Linked DNA regions of Sus scrofa: region 2 is linked to region 1. A link is a contact called in public HiChIP or PLAC-seq data. All regions are on one chromosome and are shown on one strand. The core of a region is the stretch at or near the end of the contact, and the rest is flanking DNA. Distances in the headings are between cores, read along the strand shown. Region 1 overlaps LOC110259978 (a long non-coding RNA gene). Region 2 has its middle 73 kb from the start of INPP4A.

What was found. HiChIP or PLAC-seq counts read pairs in DNA pulled down with a chosen protein or histone mark.
Region 2: a contact with region 1 is called in an H3K27ac HiChIP or PLAC-seq map of alveolar macrophages. The contact joins two enhancer-like sites. A contact is called at or near these places in 1 of 5 promoter capture datasets (fetal liver), 2 of 47 Hi-C or Micro-C datasets (fetal liver and psoas muscle) and 1 of 2 datasets of contacts at active chromatin or transcription factors (alveolar macrophages).

What each region holds. Positions count from the first base shown.
Region 1 is chr3:55,549,783-55,556,385 of Sscrofa11.1, reverse strand. It overlaps LOC110259978 (a long non-coding RNA gene), which reads right to left. Exons shown (of 5, transcript XR_002342531.1): 3 at 5,724-5,858; 4 at 2,687-2,895; 5 at 1,093-1,691. Among named protein-coding and RNA genes, the nearest start is that of MGAT4A, 12 kb to the left of the region's middle. Within about 2 kb of position 1,990, at least 38 of the 83 cell types and tissues checked have an H3K27ac peak or open chromatin away from gene starts, as enhancers often do. A contact at or near this core is called in alveolar macrophages and fetal liver, where this site is marked.
Region 2 is chr3:55,830,028-55,836,170 of Sscrofa11.1, reverse strand. No RefSeq gene overlaps it. Among named protein-coding and RNA genes, the nearest start is that of INPP4A, 73 kb to the right of the region's middle. Within about 2 kb of position 1,785, at least 60 of the 83 cell types and tissues checked have an H3K27ac peak or open chromatin away from gene starts, as enhancers often do. A contact at or near this core is called in alveolar macrophages and fetal liver, where this site is marked.

The DNA of each region.
Region 1 (6,603 bases), core at 741-3,240:
GTGTTGTGGCCAATGGTGTTTATATATGTGTATAGGACACTGCAAAAAAAAAAAAAAAAAAAAGTGTTTTCAAGACAATCCCAAAAGGGAATTCAACTACCTAACTGGGAACAGATGCCCTCAGTAGTGCCACGTAGTAGGAAGTTCAGGAGGCTTTCCTTCTAAATGACTTAGCCACACTGTTAAACCCAACTCACTGGTTTCATTCTATTCAATGTATACTCCAAAGGCAGGATGGATGAGAACTGTGTGCCAGAGAATCGCAGAGCCTTGGGAATTTTTTTTTTCTTCCTTTGTGAATGTGATACTTGAAAAGATGCTGGATCCACAGCCCTGCATCTGAAATACACCCATGCATGAAACCAATTTGAGCAGATCAACTGTGCTACTCCATCAATACGTTTCAAACAGGATCAGGAGTTCCCGTCATGGTGCAGTGGTTAATGAATCCAACTAGGAACCATGAGGTGGGTTCGATCCCTGTTCTTGCTCAGTGGGTTAAGGATCCAGCATTGCCGTGAGCTGTGGTGTAGGTTGCAGACTCGGCTCGGATCCCGAGTTGCTGTGGCTCTGGCATCGGCCAGCGGCTATAGCTCCAATTAGACCCCTAGCCTGGGAACGTCCATATGCCGCGGGAAGCGGCCCTAGAAAGGACAAAAAACAAAAAACAAACAAACAAACAAAAACAGGATCAAAAACATTTACTTAAATAATACACCCATGACAATGACTGCCACATATTAGACTACTGGGAGTTAGGGGGTGCCAGGATAATATAATCTGTGTCATTTTTTTCCAAGCCCTAGTATTTCTTAACCCTCTTTTGGAACAACTGAGCACAACCCTACAAGTAAGTGTCTGTATTAGCCAGGGACCAGACAGGGAAAAGGAAAGAAAAAAGAAAAGAACAATAGAAGGAAGGGAAGCAAAGGGAAGGGGTTCCTGCTGTGGCACAATGGGATTGGCAGCATCTCTGGAGCACTGAGTTGCAGGTTCAATCCCCAGCTGGGCACAGTAGGTTAGGGATCTGGCATTGCCACAGCTGTAGTGTGGGTTGCACCTGCAGCTGGGATCTGATGCCTGGTCCCGGGAATTCCATATGTCGTGGGGCAGCCAAAAAAAGAAATGAAAAAAGATAAGAAAACTATTCTGGGTATTTTGGATGGAGGGACTATCACACAGGAGATTGATTGCAAATTGTTGGAAGGGCTGAATGAAAAAAGAAGGGGCAGAAAAAGCAAAGAGGATGGATACCCAAGGATCAGAGAGGCTGCTGGTGCCCCTCCCCCCCTCCAGGTGGACCCCTGGAGCTTGCATCTGCTGCTGCACTATTGGAGAACTGTTGCTATTGGTCTGGAGCCCCGAAAAGACGCTGCCTTAGCCTGGGTGGATAGACACTGGAATCATGCCACGCCCACTGCTCTTGCAGCTGTGCCTTGTTGCAGTAACAACTTGCTGTTGCCAGTAACTTCCAGCAACTGCCACAGTGTTAGAGGCAGAAGCAGGAAGCTTCTCTCCTTCCTCTGCCTTCTAATCTCCAGCCATTGCTTCCTATTGGCAGATACTAACAGAAAGCCCGCTCCAGGAAGCCAAGCAACTGTAGCTAGCTTGCTCCCAGCTCCAGCATCACACAGCAGAGGATAGAAACGCAGCAGCACAGGAAGCTGGAGACAATGGGTAAATAACCAAACCTGTGTCAGAATAAAATAGTTAGGCATTCTTGAAAGTGAAACCAAAGCTTTCTGGAAACAAGAGGGAATGGAGCCTATCAGATCTTTCCATTCTGGTGGGACTAAAACTCTAGAAAACACCTTTTACATTCACATTACTCTTAAGCGAAACTGTTCACATGTCCCATCACAATACTGTCACTAGGAAAGAGAAGTCTTTTCTTTCAAATAGTGATGTTGTTCCTACTCTTAGAGGTGATTTATTGCACTGTAGCATTGCCCTGAGCTTCCAAGAGGAAGGGCAAGCTTCAGTGCCTCTTAGCCTTTGGATTGGTTGGGTCAGATCTGGGGAAGCTTAAACCCTCCTACGGCCTGCAGCCTGGGGGCACTGTGATTCTTATTCTTTTTTTTTTTTTTTTTTTTTTTTTTTGTCTTTTTAGGGCCACTCCCTCAGCATATGGAGTTTCCCAGGCTAGGGGTTAAATCAGAGCTACAGCTGCCAGCCTACACCACAGCCACAGCAATGCCAGATCCAACCATGTCTGCGACCTACACCACACACCACCAGATCCCTAACCCACTGAGCAAGGCCAGGGATCGAACCTGCATCCTCATGGATACTAGTCAGATTCATTTGCACGGAGCCATGACGGGAACTCCACAATTCTTATTCTTACTGAACTTTTCTCCTGGTACCTCTCCTCAAAGCAATTTGTGTCATTTGAAGAGGTTTTTTTTTTTTTTTTTTTTTTTTTTGGCTGCCCCGTACTGTATGGCGTTCCCAGACCTGGGAACAGATTTGAGCCCCAGTTGTGACCTAAGCCATAGATGCCTCAACGCCAGATCCTTAACCCACTGTGCTGGGCGGGGGAGTGAACCTGTGTCCCAGCACTCCCAAGATGCCACATATCCCGTGGCACCACAGTGGGAACTCCTCACTTGAATAGTTCTCTGACCATAGACCGAAAATCACCCCTTTAAGTGCCAGTGGGGGCAGAGGGAGAAAGGGTACCTACTGTCAGGGTCGGTGTCATTGAAACGGTCATCACTCCAGCTTGCTGTCCTTACATGTACTTGGCTGGTCTCTGGTGACACTTATTTTCTTCCTTATTCCTGGGGGTTGTCTTCGAGCTGATGACTTTTGGGATTTGCAGATTTCTCAATGTAGTGCTACTTCTTTTTTTGTCTGTAGGTTATTTCTCCAGGGAGAAAAAGCACTCATTTCCTAAAATCCATATGAATGTAAAGAAAAGCAGAATGCTACTTTTTGAATATGAGCATTTTCACTGTGTTTTATTTAGTGAAAAAAGCTGGGCAGCACCAATATAATTGTCTGATGATTTATCTGCCTTGTCCACTCAGCTGTTACAGTGCCTGAGGTTGGGGACCACTTACTCACCACTGTGTGGGAGGCACACGGGAGCCACTGCCTGCATTCTTTGACAGGATGAAGGAGAACTTTTCTCTGAGCCTTAAAGAATGGGTGTAGGGTTTGGGCAGATATTGAGGAAAAGGAAACAAGCATTACAAGAGAAGGAGGAGCAGAGACACAAAGAGAGTTTGTGTCACACAGCGTTCATGGTACCCAGGCAGGGGGAGTAAAGAGGAGCATCATGGGAAACATGGCAGGTTCTGAACCCTCTGCAGGAGAGTTTGGATCTCAGGCTTTGGAAAGAGGAAAATACTGAAGATTGCTGAATAGAAAGCAACGTTATAATAAATTACTCAAGGTGAGAGGCGTCCTTCTGTCACTAACACCAGCTAGAAAGTTGCTGTGCTTTTTTTCCTGGAAGAAAAAACAATGTGTCTTATGACCATCCAACAAATATTTGATCACTGCTACTGTACATCCCATCTACATACCTCTACCAGAGGCCCTTAGCAAACATTTGCTCATTGCTTTGATTTTGCTTCCTATTTTATTTTATTTTATTTTATTTTTTTGTCTTTTGTCTTTTTTGTTGTTGTTATTGTTGTTGCTATTTCTTGGGCCGCTCCCACGGCATATGGAGGTTCCCAGGCTAGGGGTCCAATCGGAGCTGTAGCCACCGGCCTACGCCAGAGCCACAGCAACGCGGGATCCAAGCCGCGTCTGCAACCTACACCACAGCTCACGGCAACGCCGGATCGTTAACCCACTGAGCAAGGGCAGGGACCGAACCCGCAACCTCATGGTTCCTAGTCGGATTCGTTAACCACTGCACCACGACGGGAACTCCTTGCTTCCTATTTTAAATGTTACATTGGTCCAGCGTCAAAATCACAAGGCTTAAGATAAGACGGAGGAGTTCCCATTGCAGCTCATTGGGTCAAGAACCCGACACAGTGTCTGTGAGGATGTGGGTTCTATCCCTGGCCTCACTCAGTGGGTTAAGGATCCAGTATTGCCACAAGCTGCAGTGTAGGTTGCAGATGGGGACTGGACCCAATGTTGTGGTGACTGTGGCATAGGCTAGCAGCTGCAGCTCTGATTCAGCCCCTAGCCTGGGAATCTCCATATGCCGCAGGTGCAGCAGTAAAAAAAAAAAAAAAGGAAAAAAATAAGATGGAGAAGAGAGAATGGACAGTTCTCTTTTGTAAATGCGTATTCTAATATTAGTGTCTCAGATGGAACTGGTAATATCATCGCTTCAGAAACAAATGGAATTGGACTTCCTGTGTGGCTCACAACAGAAACAAATGGAACTGAGAGCTAAAGTAACTCTTCAGGGAAAAGAATCTTCCAGAATTTTGAACACTCCATTCAACTTTATTCAAGTTAGCCTCTCTAGAAGGAGTTTGGAAAGGTAGAAATGGTATAAAAAATCAAGAATACCATCTGAGTATAAAATCTGGGGGCATAGAATTATCAATAAAATATTCCCAGACCATCTTCATGGAGCGCTTAGTAAAATTAATTTTGTCAAAATCCTCTAAAATGTTTTTTGGTAGCAATTTGCTTTGTGAACTTAAAAATGCTGACCAAGGGGACACACTGAGAGAGTGACTCGCCTCTGGTTCTTCTTGGGAATAGCATAGAGGGACAGCAGTGCAAGGTCTTACCCTGGAGGTAAGGCTGTGTCAACCAGGCCTTCCCATGTTAGGGGGCAAGAGAACAATGTTCATTTTTTGTTTCTTGGTTTTGTTTTGGCCACGCCTACAGCATTCGGAAAGTCCCTGGCAGGGGATCAAACCTGCACCACGGCAATAACCCGCACCACAGCAGTGACAATGCCGAGTCCTTAACCACCAGGCCACCAGGGAACTCCATGAGAACGATTTTAAAAGAAAAACCTGAACACAGTTGAGTGCAAATACAGAGGCCTCATTCGAGAGGAACCCAAGTCTTGTGCCATTTGGGTTCCTATTCTTTTTTTGGGGGGGCTCCCAGGCCTGGTTCACAGTCTTGAGCCATCTTCCTGTCCTCAAATGTCAACTTCTTTCACAAGCTGAAGAGTTGCCCCAATCTTTCTTCACTGAAAACCTTCTGTTCCTGTTGGTTTTCCTCCTAGAGGCTGCATCTTATCTAAAGCTTCTGCACACCACACCAGATAAATGTATTGAGTAATCATTACCTATTATTAATCAAGTAACAGATACACAGGTAGAAAATTAAAAGTTCTGATTCACGGCAATAAACGACCGACTCAAAGATGGCTGGCCGTTCACAGACTAGTGGGTGTCCCAGGATACAGGGCCCTGACGCTTGCACCTGCCCTGGAGGGGCAATTGAAACAGGACTGAAACCAGTGGAACTCATCAAATCTCTCCTTCCAAGGCCTTTGAAACAAAGACATGCAGTCTCATTGAGTAGAAAGGCAGAAGCAGGAAGACAGGGGATGGAGTTGGGAGAAGCCATGAGCAAAGGGGTAGAGAGGAAAGTATAGAGAAGCAGGTCCATAAAAGGGCAAGGGCAGCAGGTGGGGGGAGGGGCAGAGATGAAGCAAGAGTGAGGCCATGGCTGGGGCTGCCTTTGGGGACGAGCTGCTGTGGGAGCATGGCAGGGCTGGAACAGGCAGACTTGAACTTGTTTATGAGGTGGCAGGTTTGGGGTCCTGCTCTTGGCAAACTTACCATCACATGACTGTACGAAGAACAGAGCAGAGGATTTGAGGAAAACTGCAGGTCTTCACAAATAGGACTGGAGTCTACTTGTGAAGGACCAAGGACTCTTGCAAGATGACATATTCAGATTCAAAAATGAACATTCTGGAATCAAAGGCAGACAAGCTTTTTACATCACCCACGGCTTATATTATGTGCTCTATTATTCCACACTCCTGTCACCCATGAGTTGAAAAATTAGGTAATTATACTTTTTTTCAGTTTGAAACTTGAATTTAAGACAATTGAGCCTGGATTGAAGGGGTAGAGAAGCAAAAAAGCCCAACCTCACCAAGGTGGCCTGAGATCTGACAACACAGAGAATTGATCAATGTATCTTACTGATATACAGATCCTAAAACCATCCTAGGACAAAAATGACCTATTTCTGGAATTCCCTGGTGGCTCACTGGGTTAAGAACCCAACTGTTATGAATGAGGTTGCCAGTTCCATCCCTGGCCTCACTCAGTGGGTTAAGGATCCAACATTGCCATGAGCTGTGGTGTAGGTCGCAGACACTGTTAGGATCATGAGTTGCTATGGCTGTGGTGTAGACTGGCAGCTGCAGCTACAATTTGACCCCTGGCCTGGGATATTCCATATGCCATGGGTGTGGCCCTAAACAACAACAATAACAACAACAAAATGAAATAAAGAAATATTGAGGAGTGGGACTCTGAAATTTCTACTAGGATGTGGCACCATGGGCTTATAATGAAAAAGTATAAGAACTACTCCTAGTTAATGGAAAAATAAATTGGAATTGTACTGGAAAAGTGCCCAAAAGAACTTGCCTCAAATGAGAACTGAGTCTTTATTAGAAAAATCAGATAAGAGTTTTTTTTTTTT
Region 2 (6,143 bases), core at 536-3,035, 280 kb before region 1:
GGCTTATTAAAATACAAATTGCTTGGGCCCACTTTGAGTGTCTGATTCAGCACATCTAGTAAGTCAACATTTGGGGAATTTGCTTTTCTAGCAAGTTCTGAAAGGACATTAGTGCTGCTATTCGGGTACCACATGTTGAGAGTAGCTAAAGGATGCATATATTTTCCCACAGGCACACCTCTAGGATACTTTCTTCTTTCATGTTGTGATGCCTGGGGAATGCATAGCACCATATTTACTAACAAAATTTGCTCCTTTTTCTCTTGATAATGTTCACTCTGCGGTGAAATTGGGGCTTGTTCCTTGTCACACTGAAAATATGATTAATCTTTGTAAGATTATCCTGAATCACACAGCAGTAAAGTACAAATGTTATTGGAAGCCTGATCTTAATTCACTGTTTGTTACTATGCTAAATGAACAGTTGAACTTAGACTGCCTATTTTTAAATGTTTGTGAATTTAAATTTAAAACTAATGATTTAAAAATTCTCATGGCTTGATTAAAGTTAGCATGGCCATAAAATGTATTGTCTGAATATTTCTGAAAACACTTTTGAGACTGGAAGGGGACCCTACTGATAATTTTGCTGAGTAAAAGATGTAAACTGGGCTTGCCCCAGCTAAACCAGGTATGTTGGTCATTCTAATTTTAGAAAATAAACTATAAAAACATTTCCACATTTCCAGTTTGATTTTCTTGGCTTTAATTTTATACTGGGCTTATTTCTGTTAATATTTCTTTCCATTTATCTGAGGAAATAATAAAAATGGTTCCGTTAGTAAATTACTTCTCATAGGAATAAAATAAAAAGTCAGAAAAAAAAATTAAAGTTTAAAAAGTTTTATATTTACTTGTTTTTATTGCAGACCGTTGTTGGTTTTTGATGACGTGGGGAAGCTCGAATTTATTTCTATGATATTAGAGAATTTTTAAGTTTCATTTCTAACTAGTGAATGTCTTTTCTTCTTAAAGTAAATCATAAATGCCTGTTTTTATACCTGAAGGATGTAAGGTCCGACTGAGAAATGTTCTGGTTTACTCAATTAAAATCGTTTACATTTAAAAAATTTTGAGAACTTTTTTTTCTGATAAAGTTTAAAGACCTGAAGGTAAATGTTATATTCAGCCCAGTATTTACCCTTGCTCAAGCACAAATATTAAGGTTTATTAAACCTTCATATTAAAGTGAAGTTTTTCTTCCAAAACTTCTGACTATTCTGTTTCTCCCCCTCTATGGAAAAATAGGACTTTGGGAGGGAAGTTTAAGGAGCTGATATTTGAGAGTCTATCAAAGTAGATTTTATACAATATGCCAGGACAGCCTGAGAGGGTAGCGGTTTCTCTCTTCTTTTTGTTCATCTGTATCTTTAAAGTACGATTTTAATTTTTGCTTGTTTCTGGGTTGAATGTTTAGTTCCCCTAAACATTGCCAAGGTAGTGTGTAAGACCGCCCCAAGGGAGTCGCGCAGACACCGGTACACATGGCCAGAGCAGTTCCCTGTTCGCCGCTTTTCCCAGCAGCCTTCTTCCTCGGGGATGCATCCGGGCCTTAGAAGCCTCAGTATATGTGATGGCGAAAATGCCACGATCTTATTAAGTCAGAAGTTCAAGAACTCTTTGCAGGCGATTCGGTCACAGCTGAAAGTGGGTGTTAGAGGAACGCGGGAGAAGTCAGCGTGAGCCGCCGCGGAGGAGGACCAGCTGGGTGGGGGTGGCCGGGATCGGGCGTGGGGGCGGCCCAAGGAACGCGCATGCGCGGTGAGGGGGCGGGGCCGGGGCGGGGCTGGCGTGGCCTCCAGAGCGGTAGCAGCGGCGGTGGCGGCGGCGGCAGCAGCGGGTCTGGGGCGGCAGCAGCGGCTCTGGGGCTGCAGCGCGGGCGACGGGTTCGCGGCTAGGCTGGGCGCCGCGGGCTGGGGTAGGAGGACCAGTATTTGGAGCCAGGCCGCCGTCCACGACGTGGCGACCGAGCGACGGCGCTGCTGCTGCGGGACTCGAGCGCGCGGCCCGGCGGGACCGAGAACGGCGGGGCGGCAGGGCGTGGGCGCCGCGGGCCGGGACGCGCCAGGTAGGTGCTCCGGACCGGGCCGGGCCGGGTGCGAGGGAGGGGGGCCGAACCGGCGGCTACGAGCCTCCGGGGACCGGGATGCTTCTCGGGCGGAACGGGGCGCGGCGCGCATCCAGACACCCGGCGCGCGGGACGCGGACGGCGCCGCGGTTGTCATGGAAATCGTGCAGCCTAGCGGTTCCCCGGTGGTGGCGTCTCGGGGAACAGCCCGACCCTGGCGATCCCTAGCTGGATGACGCCCCGGGCGCCTCGGGCTGAGGGGAGTGCGGTGCTGGCGCGGGCGGCGGGGAGCCGGGATGCGGGACGCAGCGCTGGTCTTGGTGCGTCTCCAGGGCTGGATCTAGTGACTCCAGACGCTGAAGGCCTCGCGGTGTTTCGAGTGTAAACAGAACCGGGTAAAAATAAACATGCACCTGGGTCCCCATGCTTCAAACTCTTCCCTTTAATGCCGGCCCACAGCCCCTGACAACATTTCTGCCATCTTTGCTGTTGACATTTTGTTTCTTTATGGCTTTGCTAGTCAAGGAATTGAGGCCTGAGAAACCTCAGGGATCTGAGACCCTCTCTTGCAAAGCTAGTCATGAATGTGCAGGCCATAGAAGATTGAAACACTTAAAACGTCAACGGTTAATTTATGTCTTTGTGGGCGAAGGGAGTGGTGATGAGCTTTGCTCTCCCTCCCCTTGTCGCCTGCCCTCTGACATTACATAATGATGTGTTCCTCCTGCTCCGAGTTTATCCATAATGACAGATCATGAAAATAGTCCTCTGGGTAAGAAAAAAGTATGGGCAGTTGTAAAGCCCATCTTCTTGTCTTTGGCTTTGCCACTGAATGTGTTTTGGGTTGGGGCAGTGCATTAGAGGCGAATTTGATTTCCCACCTGCCCCTTAGGGCCTCTAAACCAAAGGAATAGGGGATGGGGAGGTGGTTTGAATTTTGCGGTGAAATTCTGCCTGATTCATCTCTGTTCAGTAGATTGTGTGGACTGAGGGCAGGCCGTGGGGTTGGAGACTGAACAGGCTGACTAGGATGTGAATTCTGCATCTGCCAGTTGCTAACTTTGGCTCTCTATTTTCTCATCTCTGGCAGGTGAGAACTGAACTTGCTTTCCAGAGTTTGTTTTGGAATCTAGATGCGATTGGCGTTGGTAACATAGAATAGCTATAGGTTGTCCTTGGATGAAACCCAATTTGTCTTTGGGAAAACAGGCTAACAGGACTTTTTGTCTTTGGATGTAGGCTAGGGCCTTTGTTTTGGGGGTTCTTTGCTGAAATGTTTACTCCTGGAAGATTCAGTTCACTGGTTTCTTTGAAGGAAGTTGGTCCCACGTGGGAAGATCAGTGTGATTGGTCTGTAGGAGGGTTGGTGTCAGAAGACCATGAAGCTGTCCCAGGGGTGATGTGGCATTTCCATGGAGCCCACAAGGCCTTGTTTCTGTGGTGTCTTGTCAGCAAGCCTCTGAAGTAATAAGCCAAAGTTACAGCTACAGGGAGGGTTTGCTCTGAGGACAAGGCTTAAAGGAATGAATGCTGGACAAATTCAAAGAGGAAGCAGAGCCTTTGTTTCTATTGAGTTCAGTGGTAGAATTAGTTGTGCTAATTCTACAGGCTACTTACCTATTTTTCATAAGGCTTATGATATCTCAGTGTGTTTATCTGCTCAGGTACAAGTCCTTTCTCCCAGCTAGATTCAAAGTCAGGAGTAGACAGTATATCTCATTGCTTTTGGAAACTGGATATTTTCTTGTATTGCTGTTAAACTGAATGCCATTAATTTTTTGTTTTATATTTTGTTTTATTGCACCTGTGGGATACAGGAGTTCCTGGCCAGGGATTGAACCTGCACCACAGCAGTGACCTGAGCCACAGCAATGACATACCAGATCCTTGGCTGCTAGGCTACCAGAGAACTCCCGCCATTAGTTTTGTTTTGCTTTAAGGCCTCACCTGAGACATATGGAAGTTCCCTGGTGGGGGTCGAATCAGAGCTACAGCTGCCGGCCTACACCACAGCCACAGCAACTTGAGCCTCATCTGTGACCTACACCACAGCTCATGGGCAACACTGGATCATTTAACGCACTGAGCAAGGCCAGGGATCGAACCTGCATCCTCATGAATGCTAGTTTGATTCGTTTCCACTGAGCCATGATGGGAACTCCCTGCCATTAATATTTTTTCTATAAATCACTTTAAAGGAAAGGATGAAATAAAATAATATACGTGAGAAGTTGTAAGCTGTAAAGCCAGAGAGAGACAGGATGTGTATGACGAAATTATTGACCCTTCAAGTCCCTTTAGCCAGCTACCTACCTGGGAGCATTCTCCTCAGCCAAGCAAATCTACAAATGCACCAGAGGAATGTTACGAAAACGTGTGGGACCAGCTGACCCCCACCACCCATAGTAAGACAGACTAGGGGGGAGACTTTGGACCAAGGCCATATTATCCTAGTTTCTTGTGAAAAACTCCTGTATGGATTATGTATTCCATCATCAGCTACTCAGTGTGTCAGGATGCTTTGGCTTTCACCAAGGGAAGAACTGCACAAATCTGCAGTGAAGAAGGCTTGATTATGTCTTTGCTTCTTCTGTGAAGCTTGATTGATGAGCTAGTCTTGAGAGATCCCGCAAAACAGCCTTTTTCAGGGTGCTGGAACAGAAGCTCTGTGAGGAGAGCAAATTCAGGGGAAACCAGTATTAATACCAGGCAGGGCAGACCTGCTTCATTTTGTCTCTGTGCTTTTAAGGAAAGTGCCATTGTGAACTTAATCTATAGGAATTTACCTCTATTTCTATGGATATGCATACCTAGCTCTCAAAATATTTTTTGATACTATTTCAGATTCATTGAAAAGTTGCAAGAATAATCCAAAGAGTTTCCAGATAGTCTTTACCCACATGTTGACATTTGCTTTATCCTCGCTCCTATTTGTGTGTGTGATGACTTTTCTCTGCAAAGGTTAATGGTAGGTTGCAGACTTGATACACTTTGACCTCTAAATACTTTGTTGTATATTTCATGAAAACCAGGACATTTTCTTACACAACAGCAGTATGATTATTAAAAATCAGGAACAGGAAATGTTGATACAACACTCTAATCTGCAGGTCTTTTTCACATCTTACCTGTAGCCCCTTCAGAGCAAAAGGAAATCCAAGATTATGTGTTGCATTAGAATCAAACTGTCTCTTGAGTCTCCTTTATTCTGGAACAATTCTTGAGGGTCAGCCTATGTATCTCATGACTTTGGCATTGACATTTTTGAAGACAGCTGCCTGTGTTTTGGATAATGTCTCTCTCCTTGGGTGTGCCTGCGGTTTCCTCCTGCTCAGTTTCGCATTATGCACTTTTGGCAGGTCTAGCACAGGATGATACCGCAGCTGTCCCAGGCTGTCCCACAGTGGGGCACAGACTGTCAATGAGTCCATTCACTGGCCTAACTTTGATCACATGATTAAGGTGATGTCTGCCAGGCTCCCTCAGGGAAAGTTACCTTTTTTCCCTTTGTCAATAATATGTATCTCATAGTAAGAGCACTTGAGACTGTGTAACTATACTGCTCCTCCTCATACTTTTCACGGACTAGTTTCAGAATCCATTGATGATTCTTCCCCAGATAGTTATGATAGGTGACAGATGGTGATTTTCTAATTCCACATTTCTGTCTACACTTAGTGGTTGGAATTGTACTAAAAGGAAGAACTTTACTTTCTCCCTCATTTCCCCTTTGATTTATGTCACTGTACTCATGAATTCCTGCTTTATGCAATAGATTATGGTTTGGTATGCTCATTATTCATTTTGTTGCTTCAGTTGTCCCAGACTTGGCCTTCAGGATCCCCTTCCAGCTGGCTCTTACGTCCTTTTGACATGTCCTTATCATTCTCCATGAACTTCTTTGCTTTCTGGGGCAAAACCTTCAGGACTCAGCTTGTACTTGCAGACATTTCTCCAGAGTCCAGGTTCATTTCAGTGGAGAATGACATTTACAAACCCAGATCTGGAGAGTTCCCATCATGGATCAGTGGAAATGAATCTGACTGTATCCATGAGGATGCAGTTTCGATCTCTG